Regions from separate parts of the Sus scrofa genome. Here all the other regions are linked to region 1. A link is a contact called in public Hi-C data. All regions are on one chromosome and are shown on one strand. Each heading gives the region's core, a stretch centred on a gene start, on an enhancer-like site or on the middle of the called end of the contact. The rest is flanking DNA. Distances are from core to core; before and after follow the strand shown.

Evidence for each region. Hi-C and Micro-C count contacts between places; a contact is called where the count stands out from the background.
Region 2: a contact with region 1 is called in a Hi-C map of embryonic fibroblasts, with 2.9 times the contacts expected there. The contact joins the promoter of CHN2 here to the enhancer-like site in region 1. A contact is called at or near these places in 8 of 47 Hi-C or Micro-C datasets (alveolar macrophages, brain, embryonic fibroblasts and 4 more).
Region 3: a Hi-C map of retroperitoneal adipose tissue shows a contact between it and region 1, with 2.2 times the contacts expected there. The contact joins two enhancer-like sites. A contact is called at or near these places in 2 of 5 promoter capture datasets (fetal skeletal muscle and liver), 30 of 47 Hi-C or Micro-C datasets (adipocytes, adipose tissue, alveolar macrophages and 18 more) and 1 of 2 datasets of contacts at active chromatin or transcription factors (skeletal muscle).
Region 4: a contact with region 1 is called in a Hi-C map of retroperitoneal adipose tissue, with 2.7 times the contacts expected there. The contact joins two enhancer-like sites. A contact is called at or near these places in 2 of 5 promoter capture datasets (fetal skeletal muscle and liver), 32 of 47 Hi-C or Micro-C datasets (adipocytes, adipose tissue, alveolar macrophages and 19 more) and 1 of 2 datasets of contacts at active chromatin or transcription factors (skeletal muscle).

What each region holds. Positions count from the first base shown.
Region 1 is chr18:43,754,770-43,761,994 of Sscrofa11.1, forward strand. All of the region lies in intron 3 of TRIL (TLR4 interactor with leucine rich repeats), which reads left to right. Among named protein-coding and RNA genes, the nearest start is that of TRIL, 32 kb to the left of the region's middle. Within about 2 kb of position 3,237, at least 22 of the 83 cell types and tissues checked have an H3K27ac peak or open chromatin away from gene starts, as enhancers often do. A contact at or near this core is called in brain and retroperitoneal adipose tissue, where this site is marked.
Region 2 is chr18:43,505,048-43,512,272 of Sscrofa11.1, forward strand. It overlaps CHN2 (beta-chimaerin), which reads right to left and starts at 4,545. Exons shown (of 13, transcript XM_003484050.4): 1 at 4,003-4,545. The coding sequence starts at 4,051.
Region 3 is chr18:43,579,554-43,586,778 of Sscrofa11.1, forward strand. CPVL (probable serine carboxypeptidase CPVL) reads left to right here. Exons shown (of 14, transcript XM_021078578.1): 3 at 6,046-6,164. Among named protein-coding and RNA genes, the nearest start is that of CPVL, 23 kb to the left of the region's middle. Within about 2 kb of position 2,573, at least 5 of the 83 cell types and tissues checked have an H3K27ac peak or open chromatin away from gene starts, as enhancers often do. A contact at or near this core is called in brain and retroperitoneal adipose tissue, where this site is marked.
Region 4 is chr18:43,601,348-43,608,572 of Sscrofa11.1, forward strand. It overlaps CPVL (probable serine carboxypeptidase CPVL), which reads left to right. Exons shown (of 14, transcript XM_021078578.1): 5 at 866-924; 6 at 2,875-2,954. Among named protein-coding and RNA genes, the nearest start is that of CPVL, 45 kb to the left of the region's middle. Within about 2 kb of position 4,099, at least 17 of the 83 cell types and tissues checked have an H3K27ac peak or open chromatin away from gene starts, as enhancers often do. A contact at or near this core is called in retroperitoneal adipose tissue, where this site is marked.

The DNA.
Region 1 (7,225 bases), core at 1,987-4,486:
TTCCTGTCAGTTATAGACTCGGTTATTGAACCTGGAAAAGTAAAGGAAAAGTCACAGGGTCCCTCCTGACTGCAGAGGGGCCGGAGAGTGGAGCACAGCATGTGGAATATCTGCTGAGCACAACTGCTTCTGCCACAAAGATGGAAAATGCAAAACTGATGTTGTCGCGTGCTGTGAATGAGACAGTCTTTTTATTTCTTTCTTTCTTTCTTTTTTTTTTTAATTTTACGGCTGCACTTGTGGCATATGGAAGTTCCCAGGCCAGGGGGTGGACTTCAGCCACAGACTGTGACCTATGCCGCCGTCGTGGCAGTGCTGGATCCTTTAACCCTCTGTGCCAGGCTAGGGATTGAACCTGCACCTCTGCAGTGACCTGAGTCACTGCAATCAGATTCTTAACCCACTGCAGCAAGTGGGAACTCAGAGATTCTTAAATAGATGCAATGAGAACAGTGTATTACATTCTAGGTAGATATGTTGCTTGTTAAACATTCTGATTCTTAGATTCATTTAGTTTGTCCAAGATATTGGGGTTAGGGTGGAGGGAGAGATAGAAATATAGAGAGAGATACAGAGACAGAGAGAGGAAGTTGAAGACATATTAAGACCTATTAGCATATTGGAATTCCCTTGTGGCTTAGTGGGTTAAGGACCCAGCATTGTCACACTGTGGCATGGGTTCGATCCCTAGCCCGGGAGATTCTTCATGCCATGGGAGCAACCAGAAAAAAAAACAACAAAAACGCAGTATCTTAGAACAAATGGAGACTTTCTCCCTGAAGGAATCAGAAAGGTTGAAGGATGATTGAAAGAGGAAGAATTTTCTCATTCTATAATTTGATGCTGTTTAGTACTTTATCCACGTCCTAACTGAAATCATCTCTCTTTTTCTACTTAAAATCTTCGGATGGACAGCAGTGGTCCACGTGACACCCTCTAGGAAATGCTGTCCTCATGGGCCTGGGTCCACGTCACCCTCCAAGGCAGCCGCACACATTTTTAAGATTTGCCATGTGCCTGGCACTGTGCTCTGGCTGCTGTGGGCAGAGGTTATGGTGACCTTCCTTGCCCTTAGATTTCAGAGACTGGCGAGACCAAGAAATAACCAGCAGTATATGAAAAGCATTTGGGGACTCTAAGATGTTACTGGAGTGACCCTTACAGGACAGCAGATTTTGAAAGACCGCTTCCATAATGTCCTACTTCTGTTTACTCACCCTATGATTTTATCTCCTTTCCATGTTTCTTTCCATGGTCTTAATGAAACCCACTGGTAGAAAGAAAAAGAATCAGCTAATGTGTTCTAGGTACTTTGGATTTCGTGTCCCTTGAGACCTCAAACATCCTTGGAGGGCCATGTGATGAGACAGGTGATGCCACTTCAGGATGTGGGGAAGCTGGGTCGCAAGTCATTAATAACAGTGTCGGATCCACACTGCAGTTATGGCACGTACTGAACAGAGGGGGAAAGGCGGCCGCTGTGGGTCTAGCCCTGGTCCTGGCCCTCTTCCCGCTGAACTGGGCAGTACCAACTCAGTTGTGTTCAAGGTGACTTCTTGCAAAAATTAGAAGGTTGGACCAAATGTGTTTCCTGCACATGAATGGTCCTGGATGCAAAGGAAGCTTTCCCCTCAAGCCCACCCACGGAGCATGGATGACCTTGGAGTTCTTGCCCTCAAAGTTTAGCCCCGGCCGTTCCATCATTTCTTCTTCTGGCACATTTGACTCTTTGTTTTTTTAGGGGCTGGGGACATAGTAGTAACCTCATCAGTGTTGCTTTTGTTTACTTATCTTATTTAGTACTTACTGTGTGCTGGGCGGGCCCCGACCCAGGTATGTTAACAATATTAATTTAATTATCATAGCAGTGAATACTATTATCACACCCATTTTAGAAACGGGAAATATGAGGCCCGGGGACATTAAGTAACCTGTTCAAGATCAGAAATCTCTTGAGGGGCAGAGAGATTCAGCCTCGGGCAGTCCGGGGCTGAGACTGCCGTCACTGCTCGGCACGATCTCTGGCCAAAACAGTTGAATGAGCTAATAATAAGAGGAGGCATGCAGTGATGACATACAAAATAAGTATTTTTTAAACAGTAAACGATGAGACAATCAGAGGTTGCAGGTGCACTTGGGTGAAGCCCTGTGAGAGAAGAAACAGTGAATCATGCCCTGCGGAGAGAGAAGGGGGAAAATGCCTGTCAGCTTACAGACCACAGGCTTTACATGCATCAGCTCGTCTTCTCACGACAGCCTTGCGGGGCTGGGGCCTGTTATCATCCCATTTTACAGAGGAGGCTGAGGGACTTGCGTAAGGCCACGCAGATGCTCAGTGGCGGAAGCCAGGGCCTGGACCGCAGTGCCTTGGGGCGGAGTTGGCTTGGTGGGGGCGGGGCCAGAGGATCCGCTGCTGTCAGTTCAGGACCCAAGAGCCCGGATGTGGTGCAAGGGCAGCTGGTGACAGCTTTGCTGGGGACACGGAGGGTTCCCTGAGCGCTTCATCACCTGAGAGGAAGGAGCCAAGTACAGAGGAGGGTCTCACAGGGCCAGTAAGGATCTGACACACCCCGTGTATCTGCCTCTACACGTTCCAGTCATACTGACCGGTCCACTGAGGGAAAAGATACACAGTGCATAGGAGATGCGTATAGACAACGAGGAGAGTGAGCCTGGTTTAAAATGCGACAGGACTAGATTACTGTCCTGTTGCACAGAAAACTCTGCTATTGCTTTGCACCAGGACCCCGCATCTTTCACGCTATGCACTTTTTTGAGGAGCAAAACCCTACTAGCTGAGTTGCACTTCTTTGATCTGGTCATTTGGACTTATGAGCAGAAAACGCTTCCAGAAATTAGACTGTTTTGAGGTTGAGGAGTTCAGTTTTTCTCTAAAGTTCCTTCTAATTCTCAGGACCTAAGAGGGAACAAATAGTGGATTACCATCCACGGTACTTCATCCCTCAGTTAACTTTGGATATTTGGGGGCGTGAAGGGGAAGAGGGATGGGAAAGCATACACAGGCGGCACACTTCTTTACAGCACCTGTATGTTTTATTTAACTGTATTATTTCACCGCAACGTGAGCCCGAGCTCTTGTCCTGCACCACATTGCCCTCTAGCGGTCACTTCGTGCTATAGCACCCAGAGAAAATTGCCTTTCAGAATGAAGCCAGGCCGGGGACCCGCTGAGGAAGTGGGCGGGTGCAAACAACCCTGTAGCTTCTGGCTCCACCGCGTGCGGATCCGCCGCCTTCTCCTCCCAGCCTCGCCCTTTCCTCCCACAGCACCACCCGGCCTTCCTGCCACCCCACTCAGGGGCGTTCCAGCACCCCGTGACCCCCTGTTCCCTCCTGCCGGCCCCTTCTGGGCCTCTTTGTGGAGAGAATGCAAAACTGCTTCCATTTTAAATAAAAAGAGCATCCTGTGGCTAGAAATATCCGAGGAGAAGCGTTTTTAGGAATCCCCTGAAGAGAGCTGCTACGTGAAAAATAGGCATGATTCAGCTGAAAAAATAATCATTTGCTGTTGCTGCTTTTAAGCCGGACCTCAAAAACGTCCCCTAGCGGAGGGCGGCTCTGCTTTGCCAGTGCCCCTCTATCCCCCTTGGCCACGTCCAGACCTTGTAGTTAACCCCGTGGGACAGCAGCAGCCCTGCAAATGCATGCATTTGTCATCTTAAGAGCTTTGGATGAGCCGACTTGAATTTCAGATCACTAGACACCGTTCTAATGGCTTGCTTCTGTCAGTAGGTGACATTGGGTAACTTCCGGAAGCTTCAGTAATCCCATGAGGCTTTTGGGAGTAGCTTAAAAAAAAAAAAAAGGTAGGAACCAAGAGAACAGAGTCAAAGAAAGCTGCTCTGCATAGAGTTAAACTCGGTCTTCCAAGAGGACATTTTCAAAAGTAGCTTTTTATATTCACGTGGGCTTCCATTATATACTTAATGATGCCCAAGTAGAACGCTCAAACACCACCCCTGCTTGGGTGGTGAATTCATGATAGATGTTTACTTCTTATTTCTGTATTTATTTTTTTTTGCAAAGGGGGTTTTCTGTTTGCATACAATAAAATTGTATTTAAGGCTATGGGAGCTAGGATTTCTCTTAACAATTAGGTAAAACAAATGACCCCAAAAGTTTAATTGTAGACTGGCACTCCTGAAGTAGTTGGGCGTTTAGGCCATACCAACCAAGAACAGCAAATAACGGAGAGCTTGCAGGGTCAGATATTGTGAACAGGAAATCTGCCGAAGCCTTGGGGATGGGCGGCAGCTGGATTTCCTTAAGATTTACAGGCTTACCAGACTAAACATGCCCTTGTTTATTTCTGCTTTCTGTGAACACACTCCCGATGAAGATACGCCACTACCTCCTTTAAATGCCCCACGTTTGAAAAAGCTCCCCTTCTCTCTTCGTGTCTCTCAGTGTGACTGGCTTAAATGTTAATGTGTTTTAAGACCATAAAACATGCATAGATGTTTTATTAAAAAGATGGGAAAGAATAGGCATTTCCTTTGTGCTGGTTTATATTTCTAAAGCTTACATGATCTGTTTTTCCTTGCCATTTTGCGTAGCATGACTCTGATACCCCAAATTGACATAAGCCTGAGCCCTAATACTCTAGTGATAATACCTAAAAGAAAAAAATGACACCCGTGGAGGCATAAAAGAAGAGTCATCACCCATGGAGTTGTCAATATGATCAACATGGATGGTGAACCCAGGTAGCTTGGGCCAGTGACCTTGGTGCAGTCGCTGAATTACCCTTCTGCAGATCCAAGGGTCTGCACGACCTTCACAGCTCTGCAGACACAGCATCGAAGATGACGGGGGGGCGACGACTGCATCACAAAGGAGACAGGGGCTGCTGCAACGTCCAGAACTAGTGGCTGAATCATTTAAGGAACTTCAAGACAACTATCCTTCAACACAAAAGGATACACGATTGATCATCAGTGGTTAATATAACTGGGTGATTCCTATGAACACAATGTTAAAAAGAAAAAAATCAAAGGAATAAAGTCGAGGTCTTGTCCCTAGCCATACAGAGTCCCTGATAATGGGACCCTCTGGCCTGTTATTGGATAGCCTGTTGAAGCTGTTCTGAGAATGGCAGGACTGTCAGAAGAGCCGAGATCCAGTTGATTTAGAAGGTTGGCTTTTTTAAAGGGGGGGCCGTTACCTGTGCTCACTCTTCCTCCAAGGATCACACTGATTTTCCAGCTCCATAAAATCCTGTCCACTTCCTTCGTCTCTCCATTCCTTTTCTCTTTCCTTCCCCCTCCTTTCCCAGGACAAGGCTGTTTCAGGCCCTCTGCCCACAATGACAGCCTGAAGATTTATGAGAAATTGTTTCAGCCTATCAGGAGAAGAGAGGCAAAATATTTAACAGCATAGGAACAGGCAGGGGCAGACCTAGACTCTGTGAAGTCATTTGGGGAGCTCAAAAAAAAAAAAAAAATGCTATGCAATGACAAATACAAAGGTAAGCATGATAGTAACATTTACAGAAAATGAAAAAAATATATCACAGCAAATTACTAGAAACCTGGAGGTTTCAGTCCTTTGGTATCTTTTATACAAGGTACCTAGAATGCTTAATTAGAAATGCTTTCTGAGTGCAACCTGGCTTCCCCTGCACCCCCCACCCCCCACCCCGGGAGCCCTTGGTGACTCTTCCTAGCACTCCCAGTGGCCTGAGCTGAAGAAGTCCCAAGCCTTCGCCTTCATTTCCTTCTTCAAATTCTGCATCTAGTCTCAGGAGCCTTCACTCAGAGTGATCAGCAGCCGAAAGCAGCCTGTGTCCATGCAGCGAGGTCCTGAACCGTTTCAGAACCCACATCCTGGAAGAGGACTGCCAGGCCGTGTCGTTTGTGGTCGAGAATATCGGTGCAGGGTGCTTGGCAAGATGGGTTCCAAGTCTCTGCGTGTGAACTTCGCTTCTTGGAACCTCTTTTGTTCCCCTTATGTCTGTAAAACAAGGGTGATGAAAAGAGATGAGCTACATAAAGCCCCCAGCCAAGCGCCTGGCATTGACTCGCCTTTGCCTGGTGGGGGGATTTATTAGAGCGTTGGATACTGAAAGTTATGTGTGTGTCTCTTTGCATGTGTCTCACCGTCCCCCCAGCCCCCTTCCCTGTTGACTACAGGAGACATTGAATATTGGGGGAAAATCCATTCCCTATTTAATGTTCTACTGTCTCTGCCTTTTCTACTGTCTCTCGGATCCAGTCCAGCATGTACGTGATCATATTATCCATTGCCTTCTCTAGGAATAAGCAATGAGGGGATGGTGTTTTGTTTTCTGTGGTCCCCTCTCAGGAGACTAGACCCAGGATGCAGGTTTCTGCTCCGTGGCTGATGGGAGGGTGCAGATAACGAATTGTTTACGTTCCTGGCGTGGAAGGCAGGCTCCTTGGGAATTCTGTGCTTCTGGAAGCTGTGGTCTTCTGTATGAACACTGCTTTGGTCGCAGCCCTCTCTGGCTGATGGGAATGAATAGAAACCTCAGGATGTGACCGGATCCACCTGGGTGAGGTGTGGGGCGCGCTTAAGAGCCACAGTGTCCAAATGGCTCTGGTGAAGTGCCTGTGGAGTTTACCCTCCTCACAGGCATCAGTGAGGGGTTAGGACCCCAGAAGCTCCTCAGTGCTGCAGAAGGCTTTGCAGTCTTTGGATGCTAGGAGCTATCACTTAAGTTCTTAATGTCTCAGTTTCCTTGGCTGTAAAATGGGGATAAAATCTCCCTTGCCTGCTTCACTGGAACAACAAAACATAATAATGCAAGTGGAAATTCCTTATTTCTCTAGAGAGAGCTATAAAATATTGCTATTGAAGCAATAGTAGGCGTTCCTGCTTTGGCGCAAAGGGATCTGTGGCATCTCTGCAGCCAGGGCGCAGTGGGTTAAAGGATGGAGCGTGGCTGCAGCGTAGATAGAAACTGCGGCTCAGATTTGAGCTCTGCCGAAAGTTACCATGGGGTTCCCTCTATTTACCATAGGGTACACCATATACCGTGGAATGTACCCTCCATATACCGTGGGGTAGCAAAAAAAAAAAAAAAAAAGCAATATTGTAAGTTAGCATTATGGAGTCATTCTACACAATTTCTTAATCCACTTTTCAGTAATGAGATTTCCTCATACTTCTTATATTTACACTTCAGTCCTTCTTTATTGTTTATATAGGTTATAAAAATTAATTTTAAATGTTAAGCTCTATTG
Region 2 (7,225 bases), core at 3,295-5,794, 250 kb before region 1:
CCAGGAATCTCTTTAATATTTAATTTTTTACCTTGTTCAGTTACTGGAAAACATCTCATACCTTCTTTATTTATTATTAGAGTTGACTCTTTTCTTCACTCTGTGAAATTATCCATTTGGTGATTACATAACTCATATGCAAAAAAGTTCTTATCCTACCTGTAAAAGCAAACCTCACCCATGATTATTAAGAAGACTATTTTGCAAATCAACCATTGTTTATTTCAGAATATAATCAAGTACTACAGGCTAGATTAAAAGCTTAAGGATGGGGGGGTTCTTTTTTTTTTTCTGAGTTAAAATAATAAAGGTAATCAAACCTTCCTGCCAATCTCAGTGATTGTGAAATTTAATTACCAGCAGTGATCATTAAAACAAAGGCAAAGCAATTTCTTTGACACATAATTGAATATTCCAGAAGAAAATTTCTAAAGAGTTCTCAGAAAATGTATTGAAAAATTAATTTTAACCTGATTATTTCATTTGTTGTGTCTCAGCCAGTGATGTAGAATAAGTGAGACGCGCCTGAGTGATATGGTTCAAGAGCAGCAGGTAAGAACGTGGTCTTAGGAGAATCAGATAACTTTGAGCTTAATGCTGAATAAATTATTCGATTTTTACTCTTTGCTCCAACACATTCAAACCTAAACCTCCCACGGCTATTCCTCTAAGAGAGGTTTAATCCATGGTGTTCGAGTTCACCTCTCCATATGCTGGACGCTGCAGAATCCACACTTTCCTTCTTAGTGTTCAATTGCCCGATTATGTCCCAAGGTGTGCAGACCTACACCCTCAAGCCTCCTGCTACTTAAATAGAAAGAAAGCCTCCTCCATCTGCTGTGTGTCAGCAGTGAGTGATCTGGCATCTCTGTGCATGAGGCTGCCCATGGGCCTTGTAAGCATAACTGCCCAGGGAAGAGGAACCACCAGGAAAAGGGCCAATAGCCCTAAGAAGGAAGTGGCAACTGGGCTATGACCTTCCTTATCTTCAGGCCTCGCCTACACTATTCCCTCTTCCTGAAATGCCTTTCCCTCTTTCTGTTTCCAGAAAAAAAAAAAAAAATCCCACACATCGCAGCCCAACTCATATGTCACCCCTACGGACCCTTCCAAACTGAGGTCATTGCTCTCTTCCCTGCACTTTCCTCCACATAATTCATTTCCTGAAAAAGGAACAGAGACTGCTATTTGCTGTCCATCTCTGCTGCTGGATGGGGAGGAAAAGGATCTTGATTCATCTTTCTATTCCAAAGACTTGGAACTGTGCCTGCCACCTCAAAGAAACTTAATAAATGCTGGTTTGATGGAGCGCAAATCTCAACACCAAAAGTAACATGCGATGTAAGAGGCAAATTTGATGTGTCGTAGACTGACTTCCGTACCTCACGTCTGAGCCAGTGAGTGAGTGCCTTCTTTCTCATTCCTCCACGGAACACACTTTATTCACACCAAGCACTATCAGGTGCCACGCCCTATGCTGAGCACATTATCTAATTTAATCCCCACCACCTTCTTATGAAATAGTTCCTTGTACTGGCATTAGTCTCATTTATAGATAAGGACCCTGAGGCTTGGAGAAGTTAAGTAGCTCACCCAAGGTTCCCAGCTAGTCAGTGGTGAAGCCAAACTCAAGGACAATAATCTCAGAACTTCAGAGCGAGAAGGAATCCTAAAATTAGCTTCCTCACTTAACCTTCTTGAAGCTGAGGCTTATAACTTACTGCCTGGCACATAGTAGGCCCTCCAAAATGGTGCTTAATAGAATGATGGAGCACCCTAATTCCTCAGACTCTGACCTTTGCCTGGGAGAACCCAGCTGCTGCCACAAACAGGCTCTATTCTTTCCTGCCCAACACCTCTCACAGGTGTGAATTGCTTGTGTCATCTGCATTATTCATGATCCACATGGTGGTTAAGGGTGCTTTAAAAAGAGAGCTCCTGGTTCTCCTATTTTCAAGACAAAATGCCTGATTAATTGAGGAATTAGGCAATACAAGTTCATGGCCCAGGTTGATTCGTATTAAATAACATATCCCTGCCCACTTTCTGAATTTCAGCTTTCCAGTGATTTCCCAGTTTCCATTAGGATTTAAAACAGTGGTAATTAAAGCAGAAAAGAGAACCATCAGGAGCATCTCTAGCCTATCTGCAAAGCAATTACCATCGTCTAAAGCTTATGCTGTGCCGCTTCAAACCCATGCATTCTTCCTAAGGCTGAATTAGGTTTTTCAATAAGGTTGCTTAAGCTTAAGGGGCTCTTTCATCAAGATCTGAAAATTCAGAGGCCACAGCATCTGTAATTTATACCACCAGCAAATCCTGTGATGATATTGTCTTCTTGCCCTCTCTCCTTTCGTCTTTCCCTTCATCGCCTCTCCCTCACCAGTTCATTTTCTAGAGAGGGCCATTTTCAGAGAGGGATAACCATATGCTAATCATAAGCCAACATCACTGTATTTTAAATTCAATGGTAGTTAACCAAAATGAATTGAAGAGCAGCAGCAGTGGTTTGGGGGTACTAAAAATAAGCTGTAGCATTTGCTGAGTTCTCAGAATTAAAACCACAGGCGGTCAACTTGTTGCTGCTCTTAATAAGATATGACTGTGCTGCCCCATTCGCTGCTACTACCAGAAACTTCATCTATACGGTACACATAACAACACGGTGCTTTTGATTAGTTGGCAGTGATCAAGAAAGGAAGTGTTATTTCCCTGGAACTAAAACCTGCCAAAAAAGATAAGCGATGGCTTTCAAGTGATCACCTTGTGCCATGTCACAAGTGCACCTTCCCCAAATCACCTTGCATTTATGATTGGATTAGTCACACATCTACAGACATGGCTCCTCAATGCCTGGCTTGCTGTCCAGTGCCTCCAACAAAGTGTTTCTTCCTTTTGATTTAATTTTGTGATTCTCATTTAAAACATACACACAATAGGAATTAATACAATGTTAATATATTCAGCATTTCCATTAGGACTTCAAGACCTTCTTGACCCCTGAATCCCATAAACTACACTAAATGCCTTATCAGCTCTCCCTTTAAGGTTTGTCATTAAAGTTTTCAAAGACCAGGGCGGTAGAAGAATTCTACCTAATGCATCATTCTGATTAGAAACCTGTCATACTCAGAATCCAGTGGGTCTGCGTCCATTGATTCCCACTCCTTCAGATTCATTAGCAATTTTTTCTCTTCAATTAGACCCCCTGATCAACCGTAGAAAAGCTGGAAGAAGCCCTCCCTTTTCTCGGTCGCACTTGGAAAAAAAAAAAAAAATGTATGCCTGGAAAGTAAAATTACAGAACGTATCCCAAGAGGCCATTGAGGAAAATCTCACACACTCACACACACACACACACACACACACACACACACACGCATGTACACTTGCGACCGGGCAAATTATCACAGGCTGGGCTCGACCTCCCTTCCCCTAACTCGCTTCAATCAAAACCAGAAAGACAGACTCCTTTATTACCTCTATCTCAAACCCATGCCCCAAGCGTGTGTCTCCGCAGAGCTAATTTCTGAAACAAACAAAGAAAATCAAGTCTGCGAGGAGCGAGGGTTGGTTCCCCTGCGCCTTGAATTTGGGCATCCAGCGGGGAGGGCACCGCACCGCCAGCGGGTCGGGGTTCCCGGCGTCACCCTAACCTTCTCCGCCTCATCAGCCCAGGTTCCCGCGGCGCCAGAAAGTGCGCGCCCGCCCTGCTCGCTTCGAGCCTCTCGCCTGCTGCTCCCCGAATCCCCAGGACCCCCGCGTCTGCACACGAAGGGCGCCCCCACTCTCCCACCTCGGAGCTGTCAGAGGCGCTGAGAGGCAGGGGGCACCGAGGGGGCTGGCGAGCCAAACAAGTGTCACACCGGCCGGCCGGCCGGCCGCCCTCCGGGAGAGCGGGCAGGACGGCCACAGATAGGCTCTCTCCATCCCAGGGTGCGGGCCGAGGGCAGGGGGCGAGAGACCCCGCAGGGCAGCCGCGCCCGACGGGCTGGAACTCACCGGAGGACACCGAGGAGCCGGACAGGCTGGAGTTGCTGGACGCTGCCATCTCCGCGCGCCCCGCGCGTGGCTGCTGGCTCAGCGCTGGTGCGGACGCCGCCGCCGCTGCCCTGGGCCGGCCGCTCGCAGGCTCCGCGGCCCCCAGCCCATGGCAAAGTCCTGGGGACGCGCAGAGAGCACCAGCCTCCGGACTCTGCCTGCACTTCCTGCTCCGCCAGATGACGCGCTGCTGCCGCCGCTATTTATTTGTGGTTTCCGTCCCTCTCGGCGCCCTCGCACGCTTTTCTCCGGGTGTCGGGGGGAGGTGGGAGCGGAGGGAGGCCGAGGGGCGGCCGGAGGGGCCGGATCGTGCCTCCAGCCGAGCCCCGGCTGCGGTCCGCGCTCCCCCGCGCGCGCGGCTGGGAACCCGGCGCCCGGGCCGCCCCGCCAGCTCCCCGCACCCTCCCCCGGGCTCCCGCCTCCCCGGCGGCACTTCGAGCTGCCCGGGCAAAGGCGGCGGGAGACAGACAGACAGAGCGACCTCCCCCTTCTCCCTCCGCCCCAACTCCGCTCGCGCGCACACAAAGGAAGGAGAGGAGACGCGGGAGCTCGGGGGGCTGGTTCAGCTGCCGCGGGCTTGACAGCTCCTGCGACGGGAGCTGGAGGAGGAGGCTGTGGACTGCAGGGCGGGGGGGACCCTGGCCGGGGGAGCCGGACCCCGAGGGGCCGGGGAAGCCGCCGAGCGGCGCGGGGCGAGCGTGGCTGCCGTGCGCAGCGCTGCTCCGAAGGTTTGAGGGCGACCGCGAGTGGGGAGTGGGGGGTCGGTGGTGGGGCTGGCGGCGCCCGGCCAGACTAGGGAGCAGCGACACAGCCAGGGTGGGATCCAGAGGGCGAAGGCGGGGTCACTGAGGACGCGGTGTTAGGTAGAAGGGGGCCGGGGCTGCCAGCGCGGCTGTGGGGCGCTCCTTCCACTCCCCTCCAAATTGTCCTTTGTTGCGCTGGAGCTGAGCAGGAAGGTGGTTTCCTAAAATACCCCCCAAACACCCTGCAAGCCGGTCTGGCTGCACTTAAGTACCCCAGCCACGGACGGGGCCTGACGGGTCCACGGGGCTTTTGAGATGGACCTTCAAAGAAATAGAGACGTTCCAGACATGTCATCAGGCCCACACAAAGCCGGGTGTCAAAGAGAAAGAGGTTCTCAGACTGTATCTTGCCAAAGATCCTCACAAAAGCCCTAAGACTTGGCAGCAGGTCCAACTGAGCCCTTTCCCGGTAAGGAACTGCTTAGGTGTGTGAGGGAAAGGGACTCCGGCGCAAGGTGTGTCCCTTAGCCCTGTATTTAAAGCTAAATTAATTTCACTGGAAGGAAATATCGTGCCGATTTTTTTTAAGTCTATTTCACGCTCCCAGCAGGGTAATCGGTTCTTTCATTCCTGAAGCCAGAGAAAACTGTGAAATTTGAACAGAAATTGTTAGATCAAAGGAAAGAGCAAACATTAAAGGAATGAAAGTACTCTCATTATGTAGCAAAGTGGAAAGTGTTCGCATTGGGGTAGTTCAATTTTAAAAAACATGGTTAAAAGGACATAGTCAATTTAAAAATTATCAAGAGTGACACAGGAACAGCAGCCATTCCTAGGGGGTCCACCTCAACCAAGCACCTGACACACAGTGAATAATAAATGTTGAATAATCACAATGCATGCCCGTGTCACATTTTCTAGTATCTTATTTTTTTTAATCCCCTCAAAAACACCATCCTCGAGATGTTCCCAGTAAGATTTTTTTTTTCTTTTTTTTTAAATGCTGCTTGCTGAATAGTTGAGGCCTCTTGAGTACTCTCTGGTCACACTGGACTGAGTTTTCCTGATCCTCATTTACATGGAACTTTGAAACATCCTTGCCTGGTATAAGGGGACCCTAGCACCCCCACCCCCCACCCTTCCATTCTTCTTCTTTTTTGTCTAATGCAACCTTGATGCAGCTTAATGTGGAGCCCTACGGGGACATACGGCCCACCCCAAACTTGACCTTGCTATCAGAAGAGACTTCCTGTTTTTTCAGAGTTCTTCTGATCAAAGGCATTATCTACATCTTTGACTGGTGATTGATGCACCCCTCCAGATCTTTAGCTGGGGGACTGTCTGACTTGGCTATGTCTCATAGTAGGGTTATTATCCTCTGGGCTTTGAAGAAGACAACACCCAGGTCCAAATTCTGATTCTGCCCTTTACTAGCTATGTGACCTTGAGCCTGTAACTTCCATCCACCGAGCCTCAGTTTCTCCACCCACAACCAAACATCTGATAAGATAGGGGGTTGTGAAGATTTGAATCAGACAATATGTGTAAAGCCACAGTCTGCCTGGCATAGAGTTTGTGCTCCAAAAGTCATTTTGTTTACTTGAAAGATCAAATCTATGACTTGAACAACTTTTGCTTTCTCCATTGCCTCTGGAGATGACTGGAGGTAACTCATCAGCAGTGACTTGTCTTACCAGGAGAAGTGTTTACCTCTGGCCCAAGGTTTAGATCTTTCTTGTCCCAGATGGAGCAGTACTCAACAGGTTTCATGATTCATCTCAGAAGTCTCACAGAGGGATGCCGAATTCTATTTTTGCCGTTTGCATGATAATAGTTACCCTCAAAGAGCTTTGCAGTCCTTAGTTAGAGGAAGTAAAACATGGCCCTGTTAAGTAGACTTTTTTTTATTATTCCCAATTAATTAGATGGAGGGACAGAGGGGCACTTGCTGTGAAGGTATCACCCCAAGGCACCCTGTGCTACACAAAAGTAGAATAAGATGGACAAGCATTTTTCTTCACTGGGTCCAGAGGCCAGAAAAACACAGGACCAATAAGCATGCTGGCAGAGCAGAAATGGGATGACTGGGGAGGCTTCGCTTATTGGTAGGAGATGGATGGGAACCCTGAAGTCCGTTATTTTGAAGAACAAAAGGAAAGCTCCAGGTTTAGAACTAAAATCTGAAAGTTGATCAATACTTTGGGTGGTTAAAAGTCATAAACAATGGGGAAAACTCAGCAGGCATATGATCGCACACTGACGTTTTTCTCAGATTCAGAGGCCTAATGGCTCGTTGCTACTTGCAAAAATGTTTAATATCAATAAATTAGCAGGAGGTGGCTGAAACAAGATGCTAACCCCCTCCTCAGTAGGCTCAAGAACCTGTTTGTGGACCTTCCAAAGCATTCCTGTAAATGAAATAATAAGAAAATTAGTTCATG
Region 3 (7,225 bases), core at 1,323-3,822, 180 kb before region 1:
CTCCTGCTCTGTGATTTGCCTGCTGTACTTTATGCTCCATTGTTTAAGAAGCCTGAGCTCTTCTGGAGTGAAAGAAGGCAATGCATGCTAATGTACTAAAGAATTGCATTTGAAGTAGACATGCTGGGAATTTTTTTCTTTTTTCTTTTTTTTGGTTTTTAAGGCCGAACCCTTGGCATATGGAGGTTCCCAGGCTAGGGGTCGAATAGGAGCTACAGCTGCTGGCCTACACTGTAGCCTCAGCAGAGCCAGATCCAAGCTGTGTCTGCGACCTGTACCACAGCTCACAGCAATGCCGGATCCTTAAGCCACTGGGTGAGGCCAAGGATCGAAGCTGCATTCTCATGGATGCTAGTTGGGTTTGTTAACCGCTGAGCCACGAAGGGAACTCCATGCTGAGAATTTTTAGAAGGAAGCTATTCCTTTTGGTTGGCATCATCTAGGTAGAATAGTAACACCACTAGTAGCAACAGCAGTAGTAGCAATAGTAGTAGTAGTAGTTAGAATAAGAAATAGCTAACATTGAGTAGTAATTATATCCGTAGTACCTGGCACGGTGCCTGTAATTACTCGATACATCTTCGTTGAATTTAAATTTAAATGCTTTATACCCATTAGCTCTTTTAATCCTCAGAGCAACCCTAATGAGGAATGAATAATTACTGTCCCCATTTTACAGATGAGAAAACTGAGGCCCATAGAAATTAAGTATCTTGCCCAGGGCCATTCAAAGCTAGTTAAGTGGCAGATCTGGAATTAAAACCTCACTGTGCCCAAAGTTTGAATCCCTGTGCTATGTGACCAGCTTCAGACTTGAGGGTTTTGGAGGAAGATCTGGGCAAATGAGAAAGGGCCTGTCCAGACTGAGTGAGGAAGTCTGCTTCAACAAAGCATGCAGGGACAGTGGCCATGGCGTGTCAGAATCGTACATCTGGTAGAAGCAGGAGCAGAGAAACCTGCCTGAGAGACCGTCCACATCCCTCCCATTCCTGGATTTCTCGCCTACAAATACTTCGCAGTTATGGGCGTCAGCAGGAGTAAAGAAAGATTCTCAGGGAGAGAGTCTTGTCTTCCGTCCCCTTGTGCCAAGCCTGATCACCATCTGATGAGTGACAACATTTAAAACATTAAATCTGGTGTAGTGTCACTTTCTAAAAAATTCTGTTCCAAAGTCAGAAATCTCTGAACAGAATTATAAGGGGCTGATCCAAAATCTGGTACATCTGGGTATTCAGATGCAGCCCTGACAGCATAATTAAGGATAATTTTATTCATCCGCTTTACCAAAAGTTCAGGAAGCTCTGGACAGATGGTCAGCTCACTTCCCCGCATGCCTTTTGTTTATCAAGTCTGTCATAACCTTAGGAACGTGAGTCTTCATGTCGCAGTGGAACACTGTTGAGATAAACAGTAGTTCACAAAAAGACAAGGGAAATTTTGATTTTTTTTAAAGATTCTCCGGTTGACTGGCTTCGTTTTGTGTAATTGTAATTGCATGTTTGCTTTCTCTGCAGCTAGAATAAGCCGTTACTCTCTGAAACCAAATGAATGTAGAAGGCCAACTTTAGCGTTTTCCAAATACTCCCTTTTCACAAACTTCAAAGAATTTTTTTTTTTTTTTTTTCTTTTTGACGCTGGGCACCCGTGGCACATGGAAGTTCCCAGGTTAGGGGTCCAATCAGAGCTGCTGCAGCTGCTGGTCTACACCACAGCCACAGCAGCAGAAGATCTGAGCTGCATCTGCGACCTACACAGCAGCTCACGGCAACGCTGGATCCTTAACCCACTGAGCGAGGCCAGGGATCGAACCCATGTCCCCACGGATGCTAGTTGGGTTCGTTACCGCTGAGCCCCAGGGGGCATTCCCTAAAGAATACTTTGCTGTGAGGTCTTCATTCATTATTACTTGTGGTCTGGGAGTGTCCTGTCTATCCTGACGACGGCGCAAGTCTTTGCGAATATGAAATGCCTGATTAGCTCGTTCAAGCTCTTTGGTCAGACTCCAATCTTCCTGAAAGTGTAACCACAGAACATAACACGTAGGAAGTGAAACCGCTTCAGAGAAAACCTTTTTCCTTTTTTCCACTGTTTGAAACATTTGTATTGTGAGTCACAGTTCCAGGAAGAATGAAACTCCTACAGCTTGGGAGTTTATTTTCCACATGCTGTTAATAGTTTCTGGAAGGATGAACAGAACATTTGAAAATGGGGAACCTCAATTGAGTTGAAAGAACTTTTAATTATTGTACTGTGGTTTTGTTAGAGGAATTTAAAATTTAAAACAGGGTGAAACACTTTTTTTTTTTTTTTAACAGGCCAGAGAAAAGTTTCTCTATATTTCTTCAGATCTCAATAAGGCCTGCTTGCCTTTGGAGGTTTTTGTAGAAATAAGCTAACCCTAGCGCATTGCCGGTGTGTCATGTTTTCGTTCATTGCTGCACACTTATTTACCGACAAGTGTGTATGGAATGTCTTAGGTGCAAAGGTCAGCATGTTGTGTCCCCAGGTGTGCAAAGATAAACAAGACAGACTCCTGGCTTTCCAGGAGCCCCCGATGCAGAATGCAAGGTAGAAAATGTATCCCAGTCAGTACCAGGCAGCAGAGAAACAACTCTGGAAGGTTCCGAGAGGAAGGGCTGGATAAGGGCATCTGAGTCCTTTTCAGAGCTGGCCAGCAGATCCTGTGCTGCGCTGGTCTCAGAGAGACAGATTGATTCAATCACCCCGCTCCCTTTCTCCATTCCCTCCGGCTCCTTTCTATTATATATTTTCTCTTTTTCTCATTCTATTTGACCGTTCTCATTTTTCTCTGTCTTTCTCGAATGCCCACTTACCCCTCTGTGATTCACATCTCACTCACGCCCAACCCCTTACCCTCTGGTTCTCTGTACCCCCCTTTTTAAAGGCGATGGGGGCGGGGGTGGTCTCTGTTGGAGGATTTCAAGACGAATCGTTTTGTGAAAAAATTTCAAAAGTATTTTAGGTACAGACTTCCAACTATACAAAAGCAAGTCCTGGGAATGTATTGCCCAGCGTGGTAACTATAATTCATAATTCTGCATTGCCTATTTGAAAGTTTCCAAGAGTAAATCTTTATTTTTTATTTTTTATTTTTTTTGTCTTTTTGTCTTTTCTAGGGCCGCTCCCACAGCATATGGAGGTTCCCAGGCTAGGAGTCTAATTGAAGCTGTAGCTGCCGGTCTACACCACAGCCACAGCAACGCAGGGATCCAAGCCGTGTCTGCGCCCTACACCACAGCTCACGGCAACGCTGGATCCTTAACCCACTGAGCAAGGCCAGGGATCGAACCTGCAACCTCATGGTTCCTAGTTGGATTCGTTAACCACTGAGCCACAACAGGAACTCCATCTAAGAGTAAATCTTAAAAGATGTGTAGCTGTGTGTGGTGACGGATGTTAATTAGACTTGTTGTGATAAGTTCACAATGTGTACAACTATTCAATCATGTTATACATCAGAAACTAATGTAATATGTGTTAAGTATAATGCAACAAAAGAATGGCCCCAAGAATGTTTTAAAGGCTGCCCAGCTCTGGAGGTGATCTTTCTTTGGGCTAATTGAAAAGGAAGCAAAAGAGTTCCCATCGTGGCCCAGCAGAAACGACTAGTATCCATGAGGGATTCGGGTTCCATCAGTGGGTCGGGGATCTGGCATTGCCATGAGCTGTGGTGTAGGTCTCAGACATGGCTTGGATCTGGCATTGCTGTGGCTGTGGTGTAGGCTGGCAGCTGCAGCTCTGATTCGTCTCCTAGCCTGGAAACCTCCATATGCCCCAAGTGCAGCCCTAAAAAGCAAAAAAAAAAAAAAAAAAAAAAAGTTAAAACATTGAAAAGGAGAGAGAGGGGTGAGCGGTGAGGGGGGCCTGGCACATATCATTTCTCCCTAAACATTGTTCTTTTCTTTTGCTTAAAGATCTTTCTTTTATCCTTGCCTTTTTTTTTTTTTTTTTTTTTTTTTTTTGCTGGGGAGGGATAGATTTCAATGGGGAGAGCTAGAGAGGTTGGATTAAACAATCTTTCCTGGGGGAACTAGACTGAGCGCCCCAAAGGCAGTCTTCTAGACTGTTCTTGAGGCGGCCCACAGGCGATCACCCCTCTCTTTGCCTGAGCCCTTGTTAGTTGCCCACCTCTGTGCTCAGGGGCCAGAGGTGTGTTTCCATCTGATCCTCCTGGAAAGCCCAGGGTGGAGGTATCGGTATCCATGCTTTGCACAAAAGGAAAGAGAGGCTCAGAGGGAGGAAGCAACTTGCCAGGGAGCCTAGTGAGGGCTGCAACCCCAGGTCGGTGCAGCTGCCAGCCAGGCTCTTCCTAGCCTAGCAGGAGCCTCTGGAAACTGCCCGCTGAGACCGTTCCTTCATCCCCATCATCTCTCCTGCTCCCACGGGCTCTCTGCTCCGAATCAGTAGGTGCATTTTGCATAGAATAATAGCCATGCTTCCTACCAGCCAGAGGTGTGCTGATGAAAGTTCAACAACCAGCACTGGAGTCGGGGCCCCAGACCCCTGAATGTCAGTATTCTCACCACGGCCTGCTGCGGCCTATCAGTGACGTCCCTGAATGCCGAGCTGGGAAGAGATGCTGTTGATCAGCCCTCCAGGGCCCCTGGGCTCTGGTACCCCACTGAAAGCATCTTTAGTTGGTGGCACATGTGTAGGATCGAGCTTCCTTACCTACTCTGTACTAAGCAGGCTCCAACTTAGGAAGTCTCAGACTGAAGTAGCTTTTCTTGAAGGACTCGTTTTTCTTGAGGACACTTGCTTTATTCCCTCTCAAGGAGTCTTCTTCACCCAGACTTGCTCACCACCCCCTGCTCCCTACCTATTTACTGTTCCTCCTCTGCTCCTTTCCTAGTCACTGCTGCCCCTTCCACCTGGCCACCTCTACCTCCTCACTCTCTAGCTGTGAGATGCTGTGTAACTCCACAGTGTGACAGCTGGGTTTAAATCCCAGCTCTCCTTTACTAGCTGTGTGACCTTGGGCAAGTTACTTAACCTCTCTGTGCTTCAGCTTTCTCATCTGTGCAGTGGAGATACTAACTCTACCTACCACATAATGTAAAGCCCTTGGTACAGTGGCTTTGTGGGTGTTAGTTCTGTTAGTAGTATTCACTCCTGGGCGGCCTCAGCTGTCTAAGCATCCCCTCTCTCCCCGTCCCTGTCCCTGTCCTTTTGCTACCACAGGAAAACCCGGACTTCTGCCCTCTACAGCTGTCCCTTGTCCTATCTGGCTCCTTCCGAGTAGCCACATGCTCACCCCCAGTCTCACTACCTGCTTCTCCCCCACCCTTCCCAGCCATCCCCACCCTCCACGTGTCTCAGTCCATTTCCCTTGGTGGAAGTGGTCGGGTTTTTTTGCTTCTTTCATGGTTTGGTAAGGAGGGTGTGGAGAGCACAGGCCTCCCCCAGGCTGAGAGCTTGTACCCCCACCTTTTAGGGTCGGGTGACTTTATCCTGCTCTGGCCTTCCAGGTGGCCCTATGCGAACACTTATTTTACTCTTTACAGTGGAGCTGAGGAAAGGTGATTTTCTTTTCTTCTTAAAAAAAAAAAAATCTTATTATAGTTCATCAAATACATTTGAGGCCAAAAAAAAAAGCTTAAAATGTTGCTTATCCTTGGAGTTCCTGCTGTCGCACAAAGGGATTGGAGATGTCTTGGAAGTGCTGGGATACATGTTCAATTCCCGGCCCACACTGGGTTAATAATCCAGCATTGCCTCAACTGCAGCTTAGGTCACAACTGTGGCTTGGATCTGATCCCTGGTCTGGGAACTCCATACACCATGGGGCAACCAAAAAGAAAAAAAAAAGTGCCACTGTTCTTGGCTAAATGGTGAATGTGAACTGTGCGGAGCTGGCCGGGGCAGGCTGCAAGGTGCTCCAGGAAGCATCTTCCTGCCAATCCCTTGTATCCTTTCTGATCATCCATAACAGAGCTGGCCCTGGGAGAAGTCTGGCCACAGCAAAGATGGCTAATACTCTCTCATTTCTCTAATCCTCGGGTACATTTTTTTTTCCCCTGCTAGGAAGACGGTTGAGTTTGGTGGCTCCTTTCCCAGGATGGAATTTGATGAGTTATTCTGGCTACATCACTGTGAATAAGACTTACAACAGCAACCTTTTCTTCTGGTTCTTTCCAGCTAAGGTAGGCCTGCGCCAGTGCTCTCACAGCTCCCTAATACTCAGGAGCTGACTGTGTTGCTCCAGGTAGAAATACTTGTCTATGGCCAACCTCAGCGATTTTTTTTTTTTAAAAAAAAAACCTCTCAGATTTTTTTCTAAAAATAAGTGCCAGTGACTCTGTGTGCTGTTCCTGTTTATACGCAGGAAACAAATGTTCGTGGGGGAGGTCCAACTTTTAAATTCCTTGTAGCCTTGTTCAGAATATTAGCGCTGTCACCTTCTTCCTGCCACGGTCTTCTTCCTATCTTTTTGTTTTGTTCTAAAAATACTTGGGGGGCAGGGATGGGTGGTGGGGAGCAAGGGAGGACAAAAAGGGGGGATGATTTCTGAAGTTCACAGGTAATGCATGTCTAAGCTTGTCTCAATTTAGTCTATTGTGGTCATGGTCTTACTGGGCTGCTCTGCCAGTGGATTTTGCTATGCTAGTTATTATCCTTAAACTCACTCCCTCATGTAGCCGGTACCCAGTTACTGAGTAGTAGTTTGTGAGGACACAGGGGAGAGAGAACCAAACTCCCTCTATGGGTCTTTAGAAGAGGGGTGGGGAAGACTGGTGACCCAGAAAGGCTTTCTTGAGAAAGGGGCCATTCATCCTCACCCATCCATACCGACACAGGATCATACTTTCTTGTACTTTATCACCTCTGTTTAATGTAAGTCAAGGTCACACAATTCTTCAGCACGAGCAAATTACTTTAGGCTTATGGGTACTGTTGGGTTTATTGTAAGAGATGCTGAGATGCGTAAACAAATTTTATCCCACCACAGGGTAATTTTCTATTTTTATTTTCCAAATTGGATTTGCTTTAGAAGCCAGAGAAAACAAAGAAAACGTTATCCCTATGGAGGGTAGGGTTTATATTTGCATATGATTTGCATATAGCAGTATCGCATACGTAATGCCTGAGTAAATTGCTTAATCCAGAGTAGTTGAAACTAAATTGCTTTTCTTGGTACTGTTGGCTAGTATTTTTTTCACTTTTCATTTCTGCTTTTTCACCCATGGCCTCCGACAGTTCACCA
Region 4 (7,225 bases), core at 2,849-5,348, 150 kb before region 1:
CTTAGCAGTTCCAGGTTATGAAAACATAACTTTCTCGCAACATCTGTCCAAGAAGAAAGAGCCAGCAGGACGAGTGTCCTGGCCAGGTTGCTTTCTCCTTTGAAATTTGGGTGGAAGGTTCTAAGCTGTGTTCTGCCAGTCTGCTGCTGACTCACATGATCGGGCTCACGAAAACAGTTGGCATTTATTACTATGTGGGCGAGCCCTTTTGCGTGGGAATAATGGGTGGAATTATATCCACTATTAGTCACATGAACTGAACACTGTATGGTTCCATCATGTAAATGATCGGATATCTTAGAAACAAGATACTGTGGGCTGGGCTGAGTAAAGGAAAGACTGGAGGGGGGCAGCCCACGTCCAGCTGTAACCCAGGTTTACCTCCATCTCGTTTTTTACTTTTCCTGGGTCGGGATTTGAAGGGCGAACCCGTTTGTGAAGTCAGTAGACTCCTGTGTGCACTTTTGTCCAAGTTGTGGTTCTCTTCAGCGTTGATGGGAGGAAGCGGATTCTGGAGAATCAGGCCTGAAGGATGATGCCCCCAATTGGACAGATGGGTTCATTGCATCCATGCTTACTGGGTGGTTCTGCTTGAACCAGCTGCATGGAGTTTTGTTTCCAAAGTACATCTTAGATGTCAAAACTCTCTGGTTCTGGGGACAGTGAAGGAGAGAAGGGGGGGAAGAAAAGGTGCAGGTGTCTGGTCCCCACCATGAGAGTATGACATGGTGTCAGAGGGACACCAAGGGTTTGTTGCCATGGAGAGGACAGGTGGGCACGTTGGCTCCTAACCAGAGCTAAACCTTACTTAGGTGGGATGCTTTTTCTAAGGACCCAGTCTAACACCTCCTCTTTGCTTTACTAGTGCTTGCCAGAGACTTTCCCTGGACCACTACCTTCTCCATGCTCTACATTGATAATCCAGTGAGTACCCCCCATGGGCCTAGGAAAGGGCAGTGTTGGCCTCGCTTGTCTTTTTTCTTTCATTAAGTGCATTTGAGAAATAGAAAAAAAATACAGATTTCCTTTTTTTATTTTAAAATTTATCTATTAGAAAAACACAATAGAGGTTTAATTTCTCTAACATGTACCATTGCATCCACGTTTGGGAATTTTACTTGCTACTGTCTCACCTTCCTTCTTTTTTAATCTTATGAAACATCGTTTTTCCTGGATTATACCATCTGGGAAAAGGGATCCGTTTCTTCCCACTGGTGATATGACCGTCTCCATATCCTGGGCTCTCGTATAGCATGGGAACTCCTGATTTTTCGAGTAGAGTTCTAGATATAAAAAGTCAAGGCTGGTCCCCTTCACTTATTACAGTAAGCAGAATGTCTCCCCTTGGGGGGGGAGTAAAATGCAGAAATCTCCTTGGGAAGTTTTTTTTTTTTTTTTTTTTTTTTGTCTTGCTGTCTTTTTAGGGCTTTACTCACAGCATATGGAGGTTCTCAGGCTAGGGGTCCAATCAGAGCTGTAGCCGCCAAGCCTACGTCACAGCCACAGCAACACAGGATCTGAGCCACGTCTGCGACCTACACCACAGCTCATGGCAACGCTGGATCGTTAACCCACTGAGCGAGGCCCGGGATCGAACCTGCATTCTAATGAATGCCGGTCAGGTTCCTTCACTGCTGAGCCACGATGGGAAGTCTGGGAAGTTCTATGAAATTGAATTAAATACACTGCAAAATAGGAAAGTTAACTTTAAGGTCAACTTCTGCAGATTGGGGGTGTCATTTTCCTCTAATTTCTCTAACTTCTTTCACTTGCAGGATGGTTCAAAGAGAAAACAGATAAATAAGGAGAAAAGAAATCCAACATTCTTTTTTCCCTGTCTCCCCCCATGTTTTATCCTCTCTCCGAGTCTATTATTATAATTCCATTTTTTTTCCTTGCTTTTTAGGGTGCACCCGAGGCATATGAAAGTTCTCAGGGTAGGGGTCGAATCGGAGCTGCCACTGCCGTCCTGCACCACAGCCGCAGCAATTCACCGTCTGAGCCACATCTGCAACCTATGCCCCAGCTTGCAGCAACACTGCATCTTTAAAGCCACTGAATGAGGCCAGGAATTGAACCTGAATCCTCATGGATACTAGTCAGGTTTTTAACCTGCTGAGCCACAATGGGAACTCCTATAATTTCATATTTAAATAAAAGTTTAATTAAATATCCTATTCCCTTGGGTGTTTGGAGGAAAAACAAAAACAAACATATTCACAACTGGGTGTGTGTTTGTGAGGGGATTCCTTATACATATTATTGACACAAAATAAGTAGTAGGTTATCTTACTGATTTACAGTTCAGTTGTCCATGAACTTGGAGGTCCTTATACCTATGTCCTTGTAGGTATAAGGAAATATTAGTTTAAAGCTAATCTTTATTCTAAAGCCCCTTATCTGCTGAATGAAGGTGAAAGTGCTTAGTGGCCATATTTCCCACATAGAAATGGGGGAACACACACACACACATACGCACACACACACACAACTCTTTTATCTCCAGCCTAGAGAGTTCCTTCAGGTTTCAGAGAGGAGACAACTTTGGGTCCTTTGATACTGTAGTAGGGGCCAGGAAAGGTGAATTCCTGGTCCTTAAATCAAGGCCTGGCAGGGTCTCCACTGTGAGATCAGAACAGCTCAGCCACTGACTCCAGGGCGGAGCTCTGTGCTGCTATTTTATTTGGGCTTGGAGGAGGGAGTGGGAAATAGGTGACATGCAGCATCCACCTGTGAGGATGGCTGAGCGCAAGTGGGGTGATGGCAAAAATCTGAGGTCAAAGGCATGGTCTTTGGAATAAAGTTGATTTCAGGATCTCCAAGCAGCGCATGTGTTGCTCTGCGTTTATACCTGCTTATTTATTTCACCTGCAGGTGGGCACAGGCTTCAGTTTTACCGACCATCCCCAGGGATATGCAGTCGATGAGGATGATGTGGCTCGAGATTTATACAGGTAAAGGCCCTGGCTCTCTCCTGGCCGCCTTCAGACTGAACGATTTTTCATTTTCAGAAGGAAAATTCTTCTGGTAGTAGAAGTATTATTGATTGGTCCCCATAGTCCAAAACCTGAAGCTCTTTTAAGAATGCTTCCACATGAAGAGCTCACATGTGCACGAAAGCACATACCCACAAAGTGCACGCATGATCTGTTTTCCACTTCATTAAACTATCATTGATGAGTGTGAAAGTGGCCTGCAGAGAAAGTAGCAAGAAGAGCTGACATCTGAAGGCACTATTTTAATTTTATAAAAATACCCTTCAAAAAACAATAGAAATAGAGCAGAATTATTCAACCAAAGATTATTTTCCAGTGTTTCAACTAGATGCCTGAGAGGTTTCTGCTTGCTTTCCAAGATTATATTTAACTTTGCATTTGCCAAGAAACATCACCTCCCATGTTTGTTTGTTTGTTTTCTTTCCCAGGATTTCTCCTTTTGTGGCCTTCACAAAATGCAATTTTTCCCTCGTGTTTCTTCTTTGTGACTTTCAGAGGGAAAGCTCCGTTTGTTAGCTCATCTTACTTTTCCCTTCATATTACAAATTATTCTTTTCCAAAAAAAAAAAAATTGAAGAAAAAATGTGAAGTTGTAAACTTGATGCAATGGTATCCATTATTTCTTCTTTTCTTTTTCTGACGTTCACTATTTTTAGTACTTTTTTTTTTTTTTTAAGTAAATGACCTTTCTTCTTTGGTCACATTTTTTCCAATCTGTAAATTATTGCTTGAGACCAAGTTCTGGATTCTCTTTGATCACTAGGGCACCCCCCTTTCTGGGTGCATAATAATAACGTTACGAAAAGAATTCTAGTGGCTAGAAAGCGTTAACTAGCTCCACCGCCCTACCCACCCCCCCACTTTCCCTGAACCGCAGTCTGCTAATTATTTGGTGAGCAAACCCCACCAATCCCCAGAGTGAAAGTGAATCTAATAGGAGTCAGAGTTTTTTGATCTCTGACAAAAGCTTCCCGTTTTCTTCTTCTTTCTCCCCAAGGCAGATGGCTGGGGGGAGTGGAAAAAGGAACTTCCGGCTTCTCTCCTGGAGATGTTTCTCTCTTCTCTGCTGACCCAGAAAACGATATGGCTGTTGTTTGTCTGCCACGCTTTCATGTGCCACATGGCCCATTATTTTAACACTTTCATTCAGTTTCCAGGCGGCTTGACTAGGACCCACCCTTCTGCTTCCAGATACAGAGGGTCCTGGGGGCAGATTGGCCAGATCCTGGCAGGGGTCCCTCCCCGACTCAGCAGCTCCCTCTTTCCCGCCGCAGACATAATCCCAACGGCTGTCCTTACAATTTACTCGAGCACCATGTCTTTCTCATTTAGCACTGACGGTGGGCTCTCTTTTTTCAGATGGAAACCTGTTTCTCCCTTGTTCCCCCTCCTACGCCCACCCTCTTTTGGCTCCAGTCCAAACAACTTCAGTGGTTTAACTAGCAAACACCCCGAGGGCGGAGGGTCTGTGTTAAAGAAACGCATCAGACCCTGGAAGCCAGAGCCTGGCACGCCTGCCCTTCCTTTGCTGTCTCTCCTGCCCCTCCCCCAGAGATGGTCGCAGCTTCCAGTTGACCCTCTGCGTGGGTATTTACTGCTGACATGTGGTTCGTCTCCTCTTGCAAGACATGTAAAGAGAACCTATTTCAAAGCAGCCATTGTTTATAGCTGTTGTAGTTCTTTTTGCTTCAGGCTCTCAGAACTGGAAAATAGCTAATCAGGGGTAGTGCAGAAAACTGATTTCAGCTGTTTCCTTTATAGTTTATACTATTTATTTCCCTTTGTTGACTGCATTCTTCTCTCCAGCTGTCCAGATGGATGTTTGGAATAAGAAGGTTGCTTTGAAACCTAGAAACGGGCTACTACAGGTTGGAAGAGTAGGACTTTTTTTTCCTCCCTTCGAAAACCATTTCTTTTTTTCTGAAAATCCTGTTCCGTTATTAATGCCTGGCTGTAAGGAGCAGACTCCTAAACAGACATTTGGCATTCACGTTTAGGCTGCTTTTCTGTGTGTTTAGAAATGAAACTTTTCCACTAATAAAATGTTCATTTTTTTTTTAACTTTTTGGAGTGTGTTTGGAGCCACAGTACCTCTGGGTTTAGAAAAATATAGATTTCCTAAAGGATAATAAGTTTATTACCTTTAAGTTGGAGTAGACCAGCTGGTGCCACTCTCTCCCTCCACCACTATTTTTTTGCCTGTTCTGTGCCAGACACTGTTCCTGGTGCTGCTGATAGAGTCATAGGCAAGCTCCCCAGTCCCCACTCTCTTGGTGTGCCTGAAGTTATTTTCTTAGCAGCCAAATAGAAAGGCTACAGTTCTAATCCACATATTGGTTTGCATGGGAAATAGTATCTAGTGCTAAACAAAACTGCAAGACAACATGACTATGAGACAGGTTATTAAATGAGAACATGGCATGATCAGAGCAGGTGGAGAAGATCACGGCCCGGCCACACTAGATGTGGAACAAGTGCATGGAGGTGGCTGGTTCCGCATCTGATGCAGCAGAACCAAACCACCGAGGTTCTCGTTGCTGCGCTTCTTTCAGTCCGTCCCTCAGTGACTAAAGATGCACCTTGTTTGGCTTTTGTTGGTATGGAGCTTCTGCTGAGATTATTTTAACTTGATTCTCCTAAATGTCTTGTATTTATTATGCCCTTGACTCCATTAGAGCTGACTGAAGTTCAGGGCTGTCTTTGGATCTGTAATGCATTGTCATTTACATCTAGCTTCTCTGCTCCAAACTCACGTCCTCTTAAAAACAAAACAAAACAAAACAAAACAAAACAAAAACTGAGTGGCATTTTTGCCCTTGCAGTGTGTTTCATCCAGTTGTCTTTTAATGTACCTTTCTGCCACCAGAGAGCCTTTGACTAAAATTCTACTTAACCGACAAGGCCTTGGCACAATGCCAACAAGTTTGCCAGATGGAATCACTTGGAAGAGAGGTGTTTCTTGTGCTGTACAGCACTTGTGCCTGAATAAATGCATGGAGCAGGTGCGCACACACGTGTGTTTGTGTATTATGTATTATGGTTTTTTTAGCAATTCTACTGCTAAAATTTGAAATTTTATATGGACATGATTCTAGATTTTATTTTTCATGTTTTGGTCATCCTGCGGCATATGGAGTTCCTGGGCCAGGGATCAGATCCGTGCTGCAGGTGTGACCCATGCCCAGGATCCTTAACAGTGATTGGGGATGGCACCTGCATCCCAGCAGTCCAGAGACGCCGCCAATCCCATTGCACCGCAGCGGGAACTCCTAGGTTTTATGTTTAAGGAAACCCGCATCATACTATGTATAGTCCTTGACTGAAACGCAGCTCTATGAGCAAATGCATAGCTTCATGTAACTTACTAAATTTACCTTTTTCATTCCCCCTTCCCATTTAAGAAAGACCTACAAAGACTTTGCTGTGATTAGCCAAAACTTTGTTCAGATCCTACTGTGAAATTAAAACTCTATGATAACCTTCTCAAGTGGGACCTTGCCTAAAGAATCCTGTCCTTTTTGAGCTAGAAGCAACCTGGGAGATTCTCTTTCTCAGCCAAGATTGCCAGATAAAATACCGAATGCCCAGAGAAATTTGAATTTCAGATCAACAACAAGTAATGTTTTAATCTAAGTATGTCCCATGTGATATTTGAGAATTACTTAGACCAAAACCTTACTTGTTGTTGATCTGAAATTCAAATTTAAGTGGACATCTTGTGTGTTTATTTGCTAAACCTAGCGCCCGCAACAATTCTACAAATTCTCTAAGGAAATCAGCCTGAGGCTAACGCACACGGCTTAGTTGAGACTTACTATATTAAATTGTCCATTGCCATTCCAAGTAGCAGGAAGAGAGAAGGAGAAGTCATTTTTAGCCTGAAGGTTGAAGTGGGAAGGGTGGAGAATAAACTCCTATTTTTATCTCAGCTCTAAAGCCAGCTTATTGCCAGCACAAACATGGAAGCTATATAATGCAGCTTCCCAGATTTAGTTGCTACAAAGGTTCTAGCTACTATAAATAATAGAGAAATACACAAACTCTGCAGTAGAATTTAACTGTGGGTTTTTATGAGCCTTTGAAAATTAAATATTGCCAGGATCATGGTGATTGGAATGACCCAATTTTGTCTATGTGTAACCCTTGACCTCTCTCCTTCTCCTGGTTTTGCAAAGGCCTCCTGGCCTTTCATCCTCACTGGGTGATTCACGGCTTTTAGTCCCACAGCA